Regions from separate parts of the Mus musculus genome. Here region 2 is linked to region 1. Evidence: chromatin contacts called from public HiChIP or PLAC-seq data. All regions are on one chromosome and are shown on one strand. The core of a region is the stretch at or near the end of the contact, and the rest is flanking DNA. Distances in the headings are between cores, read along the strand shown. Region 1 has its middle 29 kb from the start of Gm46582. Region 2 has its middle 37 kb from the start of Tmem247.

Region 1 (2,921 bases), core at 249-2,748:
GTAATACGGCTACTAGATAATAGATAGTACTGTTGTGGTTGTTGTTGGGGGTAGAATACATGCCACAGTGCACATGTGGCAGTTGGAGGGCAACTCCGTGGAATCAGTTCTTTCCTTCCATCTGTGTGAGTTCTGGGATGAAACTCTGGTCCCCGGCTTGGGCCGCAGGCATGATTATCAGCATCTTCTGGATCCCCATACCGGATTGTGAAAGTAGAGTTAAAAGGATTTGATCAAGAATTGACTGCGAGGACTGGAGAGACAGGGCAGTAGTTATGAACACTGGTGTTCCCGTAGATGACCCAGGTTTGTAATCCAACACCTACACCACCTCACAGCACCTCCAGTTCTAGGGGGTCCTATGCCCCCTCTGGCCCCCACAGACACTGCATGCACGTGGTGCACACCGAGACAAGCAGGTGCACACATATATACATAAATAACGATGATAATGATCATCTTTTAAAAATTTTTATTGTTGAGTTTGAGGCCAGCCTGGTCTACAGAGTGAGTTCCAGAATGCCCAAGGCTACACAAAGAAACCCTGTCTTGAAAAACAAAAACCACAACAAACAAATAAACAAACAGAAAATGACAAGACTTTTAGCCTGAGTGTTCACTCGTATGCAGGTAATTCAAATTTGCATCGTAGATATTGAGTCTGGTTGCGAGATTATTAATGTATGTATTAGGTGTCTAAAGAAACCATTCAGACAGACAAAATGCCTAGACATTGGGATGCAAGCACTCAGTAGTTTCCATCTGTGCGTTACACTGCTTAAGTTGTCTCTGAATAATGTAAAATAGAATAAAATGCTATGGAATCAACTAGCAAGTGTGAGAATTAGCAAGCTGGGGTGATTGTCCTGAAAACCAGTCCAATGCAGAGCCATCAGGCCAAGAGACAAAGCGTTCTTTTTTCATCAGCTGGACTGTTGGGAGTCAGGGATATTTAACTCCGGTGTGGTGAGAAACTCACTGGCCCCTTTCAGGGTCCCTGCCTTCCTGTTGACCTGCTGGTTGGAGTTGCATGGGTTGTAAATGACGCTTCTGGAAGAGATGCAATAGACAACTACAGTATAGACAGCAGCTGTGCTCCAGAGACTAGAACATGTCTGAGTAAAGAGAGTGTTGGTAGGCTAATATCGGGTGTTTTTTCACTAACTGTGGCCTTTTCACAGTTGCTGCTGGCTCCTCCCTCTCTCTTTATCCCACTAAAAAATGGCTGAGATCACAGAGCATACCCACGCCAGCACTGCTATGCTGTTCAACCAGGGTGTTTCTCAGAGCTACAGTGTTTGCCTAGCTTGCATGAGGCCCTACATTCAATCCCCAGCCACACACATGCATCACGTACCCTGTTCAAATATATCTCAGGCGTGATAGCTTGTCTGAAACTCAGAAGCACAAAGGAAACCGCACTGCAGCTAAGAGCCTTCCTCCGATGTGCCTTGCAGAAGGTTCCCACATCCCCGCACAGGAAGCGTCTGAACTGCATAGACGTAGAATAGCCACATCCTGCACATGGACCGCTGAGGCTGAACCACCAGCTCACTGCCTAAGCAGTGCCCTAGCGCAGATGCACTCTCAGCGCCCATCTCCCTCTCCAGCCTAGGCATGGCGCGCTGGCTCCAACATGGCCAGCTATCCGTCCTTGAGGCTCCTCCAAGGGAACCGTCCACAGGGTTTGCTCTTGTGACTCACAGTTTACCTGTTCTCCTCTTCTTGCTAATAACAGGAAAGTGATTCCTTCTTTTGACCAGAATCTAACAAGGTCTGGGTCCTTGCTTCTCCCTGATGGTCAGTCCATATGTGACCCATGCTATTGCGTCATCGAGCTTTATCCATTGAAGCTCGTTATCGTGTCTTCAAAAGTGTTCTCTTTACATGCAAAGCATCCCTGGTTCCTCCTCTGTGCTCTCAGGACCAGGGTTCTAGATGTCTTCCTGCCAGTCAGCCGTCCTGCTTCATTGATGTCTGCTGTAAAACCTAAGTTCTGATTTGACCACACATCCATATGTAATTTCTCCTCCCATGCGTGTACATATTCAGAATTTCATCTCACATCAATAGTTACAGGAATTGTAAACTGCTCCAAAGACTGGATTTGAGCTATTGCTGTATAGGATATGTTTTTTATTTATTATTTATTATTTATTTTGGGAATGTATTTGGGGGAGCTTGCTTTCTTTTATAGATTTATTTTTATTTCATGTGTATGGGTGTTTTGTCTGCATGTATGTCTATGCACCACAGGCATGCAGTGCCGGCGGAGGTCAGAAGAGGGTGTTGGGTCTTCTGGAAGTGGAGTTACAGGTGGTTGTTAGCAGCTAACATGGATGCTAGGAACGAAATCCAGGACCTCTAAAAAGCAACAAGTACTCTTAACTGCTGAGCCATCTCTTTAGCCCCTTTCTTCTTTACTTTCTTTTCTTTTCTTTCTAATTGGTCTGGGATTTGCTATGCAAACCTACTAGACTGGTGTTGCAGTTTGCTGTAATCCTCCTGCCTCTATCTTCTTGATGCTAGGATTACAGGTGAGCATCACCAAACCTGGCTGGGAGGTTTTTGCTTTGAGACATGGTCTTAGGCATCCCAGGGTAGATTTGAACTCAGTACACAAACAAGGATGACTTCGAATTGATCCTCCTGCATCTACCTCCTGAGTCCAGGAGAGTGCCATTACACCAGTTTTTAGCAGTGTTGAGGCTCAAACTCAGAGCTTCATGCCTGCTAGATAAGTACCTTATCATCTGAACTATGTCCCCAACTCTGGGAAGTGTTGACCTTCATGGCGTTGATATATTTAATAAGACATAGTAGAGATTTGATCACATCTTTATAATTTAGTAAAACTTAAAACCTTAGCTCTTACTGTGGTACAAACACAGAATAAGAACAATTTTTGGACATTGGAGTTC
Region 2 (2,921 bases), core at 215-2,714, 2.0 Mb before region 1:
AATATCAAGCAAGCCCATGCGTGTCCCTGTGCATCCTGCTGCTGTCCATCAGGCAGCTGCTGTGCTGACTTTGCCTGACCCGCCACACCACACTTTTGTTTTTTTTTTTTTTTGTTTTTTACTCCTCACCAGACAGGCCTGCCATACTGGTTAGTACTCTCCATGCATGATCCAATTTGTTAATATCCCGTGGTGACATTTCTAAGATCAAACTGCCGAGAAATCCCATTTACGGGCTCAGCGGGCAGAGGGGGCCTCCTCCTGGTCTCCTTTATTCTTTATGAAAGTAAAGAATAAATAAAAAGCCAAGAAATTGACACACCAAATCAACACAACTATGGTCACCCACTGGTTTTCTGATGACAGAGCCACTTACTTGCCTGGTTCACTAGGAGACAAAAGTAGGGACTCCATAAACAGGACCAGAGAGAAAGGTGGGCTAAATTTGTTTTCTCCAGCATAGAAAATAAGCCCTCCATATCTGCTGTTCCAGATGTTGGAGCTCCACAGTTCCTAGAAGTCACTTCTACTGTCCTCTAGAAAATCTGGTACCCAAACAGGTCACATGATATGCCCAGGGTCAAACAAAAATGAGTGTCCTGAGCTAGAACTCAGAGCTTTAGCATTCTCTCCCTTTCTCTTCCTCTTTGGTCTCAGCCCCTGCGGATCCAGGCCTTGGTGTATCTAAGCATGACTCTTACCTGAGAGCTTCATTTTGAGAACACAAACATCCAACTTTAACAATCCTTGGCACTTTTTTTTTCTTTCTCATGAGAATCTTCTGCCCTGTGGTTTGTGGAGGAAGCTGACTAGCAATCTAGGTGACGTGGTTGCTATCAACAGAGAACAGCGGCCGTTAAGATAACACATGAGTCTAAATATGTCAGCAGGTGCAAATGTTGTCTTGTCCTACAAGGGGTACAGGAAATGTATTCACTTAATAGTGCAAGTCATAGATAGGTCACAGAGATAGCATAGTATCAGGGGGTCAAAGCAGACAGGGTGTGGTTTCTGTAGACAGATAGTTTGTCACAGGTTAGGGGAATATAAATGTCCATCTCTGGAAAATGCCTGAGTAGTCCCATGGGCACCTATAGAATGGTTCATGCACGGAAGCACACGTCTCTGCAGCAATCAAGGGCTAACTACTTTAATTTTATTCTCTGATCCGCGCACTGCTTCTAAATCATTTCTTAGACATGCTAATTTATTCATTTCCCCCTAAGCATTCACCCATTTATTTTATGCATCCATTCAGAAACTCATCCGATTAACTCTGAGTGCCCTCTTTGTGTTCAAAATGTTCTCTTTCCTTTCCGAATCCTACTCTAGATTCTGTAAGAGCCTCCTGAGATCCGTGTCCGGTGAGAGTGCCGTTGCTGTCTATTACACCCTGTAGAACCCTTCTGCCCCTGTCTGCTTTGGGCACGTAAGGCAGCAGGCATTGGCAGCTGACCTTACTGACTGGGTAAGCAAACAAGACACATGTTCAGTAATTTTCAGCCAGCTAAGTTCCTGTGCATCGTCTCACCGTTATCCTCATTGCAAAATCGAGAAAACAAGGCTCAGAGAGATTAAGAAACCTGCTTGTTAGCAGCGTGTGTGTGACCGTGTAGGGCTTAGGCTTGTCTATCTGCCTCTACACCTGCCTTTTCTCTTTCTGCACGCCATTCCTGCTTATTCCTTTTATTCTCTTTCTTTGTTGGATCTCATACTGTTGACTAGTTACTGCAGCCTCTGCTATTGAATTGTTCATGGCTCCATAAAAACATCTAGAAACCATCAAGAGAATAGGAACTCATTGGGTTCAATTATGGACATTTGAAAAAGCACCTATTTTTTGGGCTGAGCGCAGGAGAAGTTTGAGAAAGAAGACGGAATAGACATCATCACCCTAAAGCAGCTCACTAGTGTTCAGCTACCACATCATGTCTCTCCTGCCCTACAATAGAGAAGCCAATGTCTGGGCTAGGCTTGGGTAGAGGAGACTATGATCCAAACAGCCTAAGTAGACAGGTCAGCTTGGTAAATTGAGTACCTCCCCTGGCTCCAACCTGGCTCCAAGTTGCTCTTTATGGAATTTAGTTTTATATGCTGGCCATATTTTTTAAAATTTTTATCATGTGACCTCTGGTGGTCTGTACCATGAATCTAATAAATTATTTTTACTCTTTCGGTTCAGAATTATACCATTAACTTAAGAGTCTCCCTCTGACAGTGGGTGTCGGTTTTATCTAACTGCATAGATAATCATATTGTCTATGGAGAAAAATGGTTTCATGTTTTCATTTCTTGTCTTACTGTAGTGGCAAGTACTTCCAGCATGATAGTAAAGTAGACTGACAAGAGCAAATTAAATATTTTAATGTTGTTCCTAATTTCTTTCTCTGTGTAGCATCATTAAATATGACATTATCTTCAGGGTTTTTTGTTGATGTTCTCAATAAAGTTGATGAAGTTCCCTTCCATTTTTAGTTTACTAAGAGTTTTTGCAGTGAATTGGTGTTGGCTTTGTTTTGTTTTGTTTTGTTTTGCTTTGTTTTTTGGTTGAGTAGGTTGTGGGTTGATTTTTTTCTGTATCAATTAATGTGAACTTAAGACTTCTTTTTAACTTCCTTTTAAAATTGTGTGTGTGTGTGTGTGTGTGTGTGTGTGTGTGTGTGTGTGTGTAGGGAGCGGGTGGATGTGAGATGCCCAGTGTGAATGCTGTGAACCAAACCCGGGTCTTCTGGAGAAGCAGTGCGTGTTCTTAACTGTTGTGCCGTGTCTCTCTCCCCTTCATTAGCTTCTTGATGTGTTTGTAGTTGGTTTACATCATTTGCTTTTTCAAATGTTGAGCCTTGGATAAATCTCACTTAGTTATGGTGTTTTATACATAGTTGGGTTCTACTTGCTAATATTGGATTTAGACAGATCCATCC

What was found. HiChIP or PLAC-seq counts read pairs in DNA pulled down with a chosen protein or histone mark.
Region 2: a contact with region 1 is called in an H3K27ac HiChIP or PLAC-seq map of T-cell acute lymphoblastic leukemia, with 4 times the contacts expected there. The contact joins two enhancer-like sites.

What each region holds. Positions count from the first base shown.
Region 1 is chr17:84,843,683-84,846,603 of GRCm38.p6, reverse strand. No RefSeq gene overlaps it. Among named protein-coding and RNA genes, the nearest start is that of Gm46582, 29 kb to the right of the region's middle. Within about 2 kb of position 1,498, at least 75 of the 459 cell types and tissues checked have an H3K27ac peak or open chromatin away from gene starts, as enhancers often do. A contact at or near this core is called in T-cell acute lymphoblastic leukemia, where this site is marked.
Region 2 is chr17:86,878,599-86,881,519 of GRCm38.p6, reverse strand. No RefSeq gene overlaps it. Among named protein-coding and RNA genes, the nearest start is that of Tmem247, 37 kb to the left of the region's middle. Within about 2 kb of position 1,464, at least 31 of the 459 cell types and tissues checked have an H3K27ac peak or open chromatin away from gene starts, as enhancers often do. A contact at or near this core is called in T-cell acute lymphoblastic leukemia, where this site is marked.